2 separate regions of the Mus musculus genome follow, and region 2 is linked to region 1. The links are chromatin contacts, called in public Hi-C maps. All regions are on one chromosome and are shown on one strand. Each heading gives the region's core, a stretch centred on a gene start, on an enhancer-like site or on the middle of the called end of the contact. The rest is flanking DNA. Distances are from core to core; before and after follow the strand shown.

The links. A called contact is a pair of places that touch in the nucleus more often than the background predicts.
Region 2: a contact with region 1 is called in a Hi-C map of the CH12 cell line, with 2.2 times the contacts expected there. The contact joins two enhancer-like sites. A contact is called at or near these places in 1 of 39 promoter capture datasets (macrophages), 3 of 15 datasets of contacts at CTCF or cohesin (embryonic stem cells and hippocampal excitatory neurons), 64 of 484 Hi-C or Micro-C datasets (B cells, the C2C12 cell line, the CH12 cell line and 40 more), 4 of 115 datasets of contacts at active chromatin or transcription factors (PVALB interneurons, bone marrow-derived dendritic cells, epiblast stem cells and 1 more) and 4 of 9 other capture datasets (adipose tissue, embryonic tail, liver and 1 more).

What each region holds. Positions count from the first base shown.
Region 1 is chr14:51,169,741-51,174,900 of GRCm38.p6, forward strand. No RefSeq gene overlaps it. Among named protein-coding and RNA genes, the nearest start is that of Rnase2b, 10 kb to the left of the region's middle. Within about 2 kb of position 2,926, at least 7 of the 459 cell types and tissues checked have an H3K27ac peak or open chromatin away from gene starts, as enhancers often do. A contact at or near this core is called in the CH12 cell line and bone marrow-derived macrophages, where this site is marked.
Region 2 is chr14:51,235,162-51,240,321 of GRCm38.p6, forward strand. No RefSeq gene overlaps it. Among named protein-coding and RNA genes, the nearest start is that of Rnase2a, 18 kb to the right of the region's middle. Within about 2 kb of position 2,555, at least 19 of the 459 cell types and tissues checked have an H3K27ac peak or open chromatin away from gene starts, as enhancers often do. A contact at or near this core is called in the CH12 cell line and bone marrow-derived macrophages, where this site is marked.

The DNA of each region.
Region 1 (5,160 bases), core at 1,676-4,175:
CACTAGGCTAGATTAGCAGCATGAAATAGATGAAGATTTTTGGCTTCACCAGATTAAACACCTTTCTAAGTTTTTTGTTATCCAAATCTCCCTTGCATTCCAATCTACTGACACATCTCCAGACCAGCTCTCAATTGTGCTGTGAAGTACAGCCAGAGTAATACCCTAGTAGTAAGGCCTTTGGTTTTTCTTTCCAATCTTGATAAATATGATAAGGTATTGTCTCAAGAAATACTTCCTCACTTGACCTATAAGCTACAGTGAGTATTTTGCTGTCCCAACTGATAGATGTATTTGTGCAGATTCCATTGGTGAGAGATTGTGACCAAAACTTGGAATTTCTTCAACCCTGGGATCCTCTTGCAATGACTACGCTTGACCTACTGACTGACAGATGCCCAAGGCAGTGTAGTATTTGACACAGCTCTGCCAAGTGCTTTGGTTGTCTATGGAAATGACAGTGCACAACATTTGTAAAATTGTCACAGTAACCCATAATTTAGGGACTGATCTTTTCAGGATGCTAAGAAGTGTTGAGACAGGGTGTCACTCTGGAGCCTGGGTTTGGTTTAAACATGCTTAGAAACCCAGATTGGATTTAAATTTTTCTGACCTTCTGACTCAGGCTCGAAGTTGTAGGGTCCCAGAATTGCACTTCCAGACCCAGCTTATGAGCCAGGTTGTAAGCAGCCTGTGCTGCTGTGAGTGGATGCTCAGCTTTAGGAAGTAAGACTCAACAAGGATAAGCTAGGATGCCATGGCCTTGCCCTTGAAGGATGTTTTGGGTTGCTGTGCCCTTTCCTGTCCTCCTTTCTTCTGCCACGACCTTGAACAGTTTTGCTTTAATACACATGTCCCACCATGGGCTTTTCTGTACCACAGACCCCCAAACATGAAAGCCACCTGACAGGATGATATCTTTGACACTAGAATCAAACGAATCACTGTTTCTTTCAAACCATCTGTCTCAGGTATTAATCAAGTATTGGAAAGCTGATTTGTAGCAGGATACAAGTTAATTTAACTCTGATTTATAAAGCTCAAGGTATATTTGGTCCAGGGGCTCTAAGGTTTTCTCTTTTATGTTATGGGACCTTCTATATATCTCTTTGGAAGACGATTTATTTAACAAACCTGATCTTGACCTTATGATCAGGTTTCTGCAAGTACATAGGGACTGCAGAGAGACCTCCCATGCAGACAGGGCTCTGGGTTGGTTGTGTCTGTGAAGGGTCCTGCAGCTCCTTTTTTGCACTCAGGATTCTGCAGAGTGACTCATGCATGTAACTTCAGGGGGACACTGTGGAGCTCTACCTCCCCTGCCACTCCATACCTGCTGTGCATGATTGGAACCACGTTGTTGCCTATGGTCTGGTACAGCATGTCTTCATTCATGGAGCCATGATTGGCACCACTAAATGTGTTCTTGGGGTACTCATTGAGGGGTGCTTTTCACAGCCTATATACTGGTGGCATATAGCATGGATGGTGTGATACTTTGGTTGGGATTTTAACTGGAATTAAATTGACTCTGTAGGTCAGTGTGAGAATACCAATTCCATGTATCTAAGAACTGAACCTTCCATTCATTTCTTCCAGAGCCAGAATTGTTGGGGTCCAGAGGGCCTGCAGTGCCTTTCTCAAACAGTGACCTAGATGTGGTCCCCTGACTGAGGGGACACTGCAGGTACAAGATCTAAATCCTGGGAGGTTGTCCTCCAGGGCACAACAAGGCCACAAAAGGCAGGGAAGTGCAGAAGGAAATCTCAGAGAAGGAGGCAGAAATACTGTTTCTCAAGCTCTGCTTGCAGTGATTGTCTAGTAAGGCGCTAGCCCGTGTATCAACAGCAGTGGGTAAATAAAAGTTGTTCTCTCATGAGGAGTCATCAGAGTTTTGTCTCTTACCATCATTACCCCCTTTCCAGGTCCCTGTGATGCCCACAGCTGTGCCCCTGAGGGCTAAAATGATGCCCTCAGTGTTTCTAGGAATACTCTTTAAAGGCCTCATGATGCTCATCATAAAGTCACATCACATGTTTGTTTGCTGATAGTGCAACAGGGCCCCAGAATTCAGGATTCCTCCAGATGTTAGTATAATGGACTCCATGATGGAAGTGCCATTCAGGCTATAAAACTCAGCATGCAGACAACACTACATGCAAAAAATGGAAGCAAAGATCTAATCCATCAATGTCCATAGTTATGGGCAAGTCTCTGTCTTAGGGTTTTATTGCTGTAAAGAGCCACCATGACCAAGTCCACTCTTTTTTATTTTTATTTTTTTGTTTTTTTTTCAAGATAAGGTTTCTCTGTATAGCACTAGCTGTCCTGGAACTCACATTGTTGACCAGGCTGGCCTCGAACTCCAAGACCCGCCTGCCTCTCCCTCCCAAGTGCTGGAGTTAAAGGCATGCACCTCCACTGTCCGGCCATGTCCACTCTTATAAAGGAAAACATTTATTTGAGTGCTGTGTCCTGTATGGTCACCAGGAAAGGAACCATGCAGGACATGGTTCCTGTTCCTGTAGCAGGGCCAGCAGTGTGTGGGCCTCCACAAGTGCTGATGGTGTAAGACTTATTTGTTCAGCTAGTGGTAGGTGTCCCCTCCCTCACCAATACCACACTGAGTTTTCTGAAAGCTGCTCTACTCAAGTGTCAGAGGAAAGGAACTATAAAGGGTGCAGGCAAAAGGAACCCACCCATAGACTCACCCACCCATCCTTCTGAAATCCCCCAGAGGAAGAAAGCATGGAAGTCTTGAAATGTCACATGTCAATTAGAACAGAGAGAAACGTTAAAGGTATGTATATATGTATGTACACATATTATACATGTATATTTATATGTGTGGGGTGTGTGGTGGATGTATGGGAGTTTTGCCTGCATCTGTCAACTTCATGCGCAGTGCCCATAGAGGCCAGAAGAGGGCGATAGATTCTTCTGGAACTGCAGTCCCTGACTTGCTCCCAGGATTTAGGATTCGAGGGCACTCAAACCTGGATCCCCTGGAGGAGCAGCCAGTGCTTTTAGGAGCTGAGCCGTCTTTTCAGCCTGCTCAGAAACTTTCTTATCAATTCCCCTACCAGTGAGACACAGAGCTGCCACCAGAACAGCTGACCTGATCGTGAACTTTCAGTAACTGCGGTGGGCTCAGGGTTTTTCCAGAGGAGACTCCACAGCTCTTTGCTGATTTGTTTCATTTCTTTTTAAACCCTATTTGTACACCACAATGAGCCCATTAGAGCCCAGGTGGTCTGGGCTTGGAACTCGGAACACAAAATGTGATAGAACAGGAAATAAAAGAAATGAAACGAAGATTTCAAAGCCCATCTGTGCACACCAGTGGGAAGATTTCAAAGCCCATCTGTGCACACCAGTGGGAAGATTTCAAAGCCCATCTGTGCACACCAGTGGGAAGGAGCTTGCTTGCCCTTCGTTCCCCTCCAACTCCTGCTTTCTGCAGAGGAGGAAGCCTGAAGACTACAGGTCTAGCTCCCAGCTCTCATTTGTTGGAGAACAAAGACTGCCTTCAGAGATCAGCAGGGACAGACCAGCTGGAGCTCCCTCATCTAAGGCTTCCATCCCGGAGAGGGTGCTCTCTCAAGTCATCCTCCAGGACTGATTAGAAGCTGCAGGAAGAGGGCAGCTCAGTCCCTCTCCAGCATCTTAGACTCTGGACTTGAGCTGTGGACAGGAGCTCTTTCCAGCCTCAGAGACCTGCCGCACTGGTTCATTTAAATCCCGTGTGATGATTCGTTTTAACTTGTTGGGTCCAGTTAAGGTGGTTAATTCTGAACTGACAGGTAAGCACATTGCTGCTTGGTGTGTTTGATTTCTCTCCGTTCCATCCTTCGAGGAGGGCGGGACAAGAACCCAGTTGGTGTCAGGTGAAGGCAAGTCGCCTCAGTCACTGCGGTTTATTTCCAGAGATTTTCTTTCAGTGACGTTCGTTTCCTCTTCTGTGTACACCAAGACACTGTGGCAACCGTGTAGAGCTAGATGAGTGTTAGGTATGTAGATCGGCATTCGCAGGCGTGGAAGCCATTGACGATGGATTTTTCTGTCATGGTTAGTTTTGGATCCCACAGCCCATTAACCGTAAGGGGCTTTTTCAGGCCCATTAAGGAAAAGCTGGTTTTTTTTTTTTTTTTTTTTTTTTAAATGGAATCTGACTTCTTCCTCTAGCTCTGGGTTGAGACTTGACCCTTGGATCTGCTCCAAAGATCAGAAGGCCTCCTGCTCCATCTCCTTCCCCTCTCCCCAGGCCCTCTTCTTGGCTGCCTATGGCCATGATGCCCCGCCTCTCCTAGTCTCCCATTTCCAGGCCCAATCATGGCTGCCTGCGGCTCTGAGGCGCTGCTAATAAAGATCACCTGAAGGGTGACTGACCTCAGTTGCTTTCTCTGAACCTGCACTGTTCCCTAAATTACAGCAGGGATTATTCCTTAGGAACGCTGAGTCACAAAAGACTGCAGAGGTGGAAGAATAATAACCCTTAATGATAATTCAAGGCAGTTACACACACATCTCCACCTGGAAGCCTGCCTTCTTTCCCAAGTTTTAACAAAAAAGATTAAAAAAAAAAAAAAACCAAAAACCAAAATCAAAAAATCAAAACAAAAAAACAAAACAAAAAAAATCACACCTTTTCCTTTGGCTACTGACCTCCCACACACGCCTGAGTGTTCTCTCTCTGCCTGGACACTAGTGACCTCCCACATGCCTGAACTTTCTCTCACTGCCTAGACACTGTTTTTTGCAGACGCTTACTGACATATGCTGCTGCCTTGTATTTAAAAGGCAAGACTTTTCTGTCTTCTTCATTTCCCTCTTAGTGGATGTGCTGGGATGGCCAGCTTGCCTGCCTCTCCCTGTTTTTTTTTTTCCCTAAATTTTAATAAAATGAGCTTTCTTCTGAGTATATTTAAAAATTCCTTTACTAGGGAGACCACTAACCTGTAGAAAGGAACCCTTATTGCACAATAACAAGCATCGTTTTCTATCTGTTGTTTGAGATGCAGAGAACTTGGGTATTGCACCATGGGGCAAACTGAGACCACTCTGACAACTTGTTGATTAGGGGAGCTAACAAGCAGTTAAGGAGAAACAAGCAGTCTTAGTTCTCTCATCAATGTATTAGGAAGGATTTATGAAGGAGAT
Region 2 (5,160 bases), core at 1,305-3,804, 65 kb after region 1:
TGGAATTTCTCAGGGAGAAGCAAAGTGAAAATTTCTGGTTTCTTTGGAGACTCAGGTTATTTTGATGTTTTACTGGGACACACAGGTGAAAGAATGTTTTGTTGAAGCAGACACAGATTAAAGGATGTTTGGCTATAGCAAATACATGAAAGGATGCATGGTGTTCAGAAGTTAATATGAAAACGACCCGTCAGACAGCGGGAGCTCGAGCATTGGTTTGCTTGCTCTGCTTGCTAGTCTCCCCTGACGACATGCGTGTGTTGGTTTACCTTACATTGTATTGCTGAGCTTTGCTTGTGGTGATGACAGAGAGAGAAACTCACTTGAGAATTTCACATGAGATTCCTGTGGCTTCTTGCTGCTTCCTAGGACTCTGGCCAGTTGGCGAGCCTCATGGTTTCTTCTGGATTGAATTGACCTTGCTGATTTATGTGTGGTGTCTGTTGAATGGACTGGGCTACAGCTACTGATTCATGTTTGGTGTTTGGGAGTGGACTCCACTGAGAACAACAAAGATTGGAATCCCCCCAAAAGATCTGATTCTGAACAGATCCACTTCCCTTGTATCCTAACCTTCTTTTCCCTACCTATGGTGGGTGGTGAGCTAGAGGGGAGGTTGAACCCTTATTAAAGTAGGTTGTGAAAAATATGTGCCTACAGAGAAGGAGTATCTATCTGTAGAGATCTATCTGGAAGATTAATAACCAAGCTAGGCCTGAGAAGGAAACTGTCAACGCATCATAAAATCTAGAATTCCTGTTTGGATTTTTGGAGACTGGGTCTCTCATACAGCTTAGGCTGCCCTTGAAATTGCTATCAGAGGATGACATCAACCTTTGATTCCAGGACTCTACTTGCCAAATACTGTGATTGCAGGCAAGTGGTGCTGGAGATTTAATGTGGGGGTCTGTGCATGCTAGGCAAGGACTATTGCCAGCCAATTAACATCTTCAGTTCAAGGTCCGGGTTGATTGTCAGTGGAAGAAGCACTTAAGGATTTTGTCAATTGCTTTGCTGGAGTGAAAAGCATTCCCTCCTTTTTCTCATTTTCCTCGTCATGGCAGGAGACTGGATTAATCCAGAACAATCTACACAGTCTGTGCTGACTGTGGTTTAACACCATTTTCACTTCATGTGCCACCATCCGAGCATGACACTGGCACTTTCTCCTCTGACATTTATCTGTGCTTCACTGGCAATGTTAGCTTAGCTGGGCACCTCTGTTCTTCTCTGGAAGCATCTACCCCTTCTCTCTTTCAGTGTCTGATTAGCTGGCACCCCTGCCCACCCTTGGCCTTGGCCTTGGCCACTCCTTCATTTTATCTGGAAACCTCTCTTCACCCCAGCCTCATCTGCTTCTTCTCTTTCTCCTTATTCTCCCTCCTTTCATTTTGTATCCTGAGAACACAGCTGGTCTGGTTTTCACAGTCTGTCTCAGTTCCCTGACAGATGGGATTGCCCTCAGCCACCTAACTACATTTCTTTTCTCTTCTCCTGTTACCCCAAACTACTTCATTGCTCTGTCCTCCATATCTTATATCTCATCCCTCATCCCTTACCCCTTCTGTTTACAGCTCCCTGTCCCTTACTCATCTGCCAACTTGTTGGGAGCCGACTCTTAACAGGAAGTGGTTATCATCTCTGCAGCCATCTTGGGCTATTTACTTACAGGTGAGTGCTTTTCCACTCTGAGGAGACTTGTTTTCCTAGCACAATGGTTTTGCAGGAAGACCACCACACCTGAATACACTCTGATAACAGCTTGGATTTTTTCTTATACATCTTGGACTTGTGGTTAAATTTCTCCAGCTGCACCCCCCAGCTTGAGCTGATATACTCATAGTTGCCTTTCAATAACGAAGACTTGAGACTTAATCAGATGGACTGTCTTTTTTTCATTCTTCAAGTCTCTTGCCCCTCAGTCACCACTCTCTCCCTCTCTCTTTCTTGCAGACCCTATTGACTGACCCAAGGACCGGGTCACCAACTCAATATTAATCACTTGTGTTATTTGCCTCACCCCACCCCCAATCATAGGGGTAACTATTATACTAATGCATACAATATTGTCAGGATTCCCTCTGGGCACATCTGATGGCTGGAGCTTGAGGCAGCCAGTCCCATTGCATCCACAACCAGGAAGCAGAGAGTGTTGTGGCCTCCCTTTTTTCCTCCTTCCTGTGCAGCCCAGGACCCCAGGCCATGGGATGGTGTCACTCTGATGAGAATGGTCTTCTTACCTCCACCCAACATAGAAGCTCCCTCACAGCATGCCCTGCTTTGACCTGAATACCTTGGCTCTGGAAACCTGACCAGGGTTGAGAGGTAATGAAGAAACATCAGGTCCACAGACCCCTGTACAGAAAAGCTGGGCTCAAGGGCCAGTGGGCTCTGATGCAGATGTACCAGCAACAACCTGGAAAGAGTGTGCATTGATTGTACACGGCTGTAGAGGAGGGAGGGTAGCCAATCTGGGCAGGAGGTCTGTGTAGGGGAACAGTCATCTTGCAAGAGGAAGCTGAGGCTAAAAGTTTCTGCATACAGAGGTTTCAGCTAAAGGTCAAGGGTTCCTCTATTTCCATAGGGCTTGGATATTTCTGCAACACTCATTCACTCAGGACTTCATCTGCTCCCAACAATGCCCAGAGGTTTGTCAAAAAGTAGTCCTTACTAACTAGTCACTGTTATTGGCTTGCTTCTTCAGGTTTTGCCCTCTTCCTTTGTGTTGTCAGGCCAGGGTCTTAGGCAGAACCCTACTGCTGAGGGACAACACCATCACTGAGAGGAAGAGCTTTAGAAGAAGAAAACCTTGGAGCTGAGAGTGTAGCTCAGCAAAGGAGGCTCAGATAAGATGACATCAGAAAGCAGACAGACACTCAAACAAGACAAAAACAAACCAAAACAACAACAAACTAAACAAACTAAAGCTAATACAAAAGTGAATTCGAAATATCATTTAAAAACCAAAACCAAAAAAAAAAACCAAAAAAAAAAAACCCCAAAACCCAACATTTAGAGAGGAACCTTAAGAGATTGTCTATCTTCAGTGTGTCTAGGAAGACAGCAGAGCATAGAGGGTTAGCTGAATGGTAGCACACTGGCTTGCAGAAGACAAGATGAAGTCATAGAGAGGACACTGACATGGCCAAGTCACTACAAGACCTTGACAAAGGCCCTGAGAGCCAGTTTGCTCTGTGAGGGAAATAATGAGCGCCCTGCTGAGCTGTGCTTTCCCAGTCCTCTGTGAGAGATTAGAGATAAATCCAGGAAGAAGGAGGAGACAGAGAGGGAGGAAGGGCATGTGGGTGGGAGTGGGTGTAAGAGACACTATTAATGTTTTTTAACAAACACTGTTAAACTTACCTTAATGACAAAGGAATTCATTTTTAATTTTCCCCAGCTTTAAAGACTTTAATGTATATACCCTCCCCCACTTTCGTTTACCTAAAGGGCGGCTGCATTCTCAGAATTTAAACAACTAAAGAAGCTGGCTCCTTTCCCTTTCCTTCATTTCCTTCATTTTCTTTGTGCCGATGATACTTTTAAAACTAGTTAATGTGAGAGTGGACTGCAGCTGATATTTTTTTTTCTAACACAGTCACCACAATCAAGTCCGTGATGTGCTCCGCCCTCAGAGCTCACTCTCTTGATTGGGAGCAAAGTTTTACCTTGTCCAGAAACTTCAGTTAGAGTGGTGGCCTCTTTTATTGTGATATCAAACTTATTTGTTTTTAGAAGGTGGAAGGAAGAAAGAGAAGATGTTGAGACTCATCTCAGATAGAAGTATTAAGCCATAGAGCAGCTAAGGGCTGGCTTTTCTAGAGAAGTGAGAGTCATCTTCAGGGGACAGAAACAAGGAAAGGTGTCAGGACTCTAAAGCCCAAAGCAGGTCTGGAAACAGGGTAGGGAAGTGGGGGTGGGTGGGTATGGGGGACTTTTGGTATAGCATTGGAAATGTAAATGAGCTAAATACCTAATAAAAAATGGAAAAAAAGAAATAAAAAGACTGAAGTTATTGCTTAATAGAAGGATCCATGTTCTCCAAGGAGCCAGACTGAGCTCTCTGTGTGCTTCTGCATTGACCCCCTCAGGTGGTTGCTGCCTCAAGTGCCTTCCATTTCATTTGCAAGAAGCACTTCTGTGCTGTCATGGTGCTAAAACAATTGTAAAGTCATTGTAAATTGTAAAATCATTGGTTGTTCCTATAATATCCATACCTCTATTGTATCATCTGGCACTTCTCACCTGCTATGTCAATAGTGTAGTACACAGGGTCTATAGGCAAGTAGGACTGCTGGCAGCAATTCTCCTGTAGCAGGCAGAATAGATAGCATCTCTGGTGCTATGAATATCAGTCAGGAGGGAAGGAGCTTCTAACTCAGTCCCGTTGTTTTTTGTTTGTTTGTTTTTTGTTTTTGTTTTGTTTTTACCATGTCCTATAACCAAAGTATGTGGTACCATTAGCAATAAGGTCCTACCATCTAGTTCTGCTATCTAACTATATCAGCAATAGCTTCTGTTTGAGGGAGGTATCTGGTACATCTCTGACCAACAACTCTTAAGGAGTTAACCCAATGCTAGCACTGAGATTATTAGTTAATGACTTTTTGACAACCCCTTTCTTGTCCAATGTTAAGATGCCTGTCTACAGAAGGAAGCACTATTTCACCTTGTCTCTGTTGTTTCTGGGCCCATAGGCAGGAGAAGACAGTGGTGAAAGCAGGTAGATGATGTGGCTATGACCCCATAGTTGACAGGAAGCACAGCACACCGAGGGGGCCCAGGGACTGGTCCCCATGGACACACCTTCTGTAACCTACTCCTCTCACTTGGTATGCTCCACGTCCTCCTTTTCACCACCAGATTATGACTCCATCAAGGCTTTAATCCATTCAGTAGGTCAGAGCCTCAGAATCTAAGAGTCTCTAGAAATGCCTTCACAGACAGCCCTGGAGTATCTTTTTACTAATCTCTGAGGAATTCCTCTAAGTTATTAAATTGACAATCAAGAGTAGCCATCGCAAGCTACTTTATTGTAACTTAACATGTGAAAGAAACCAAGACATTCTTGAGAAATTATGAGCCACCAAGTTATGGAAAACACAGGGAAATCTTAAATGCACATTCACAGAGTGAAAATAACAAACAATCTGAAGAAGC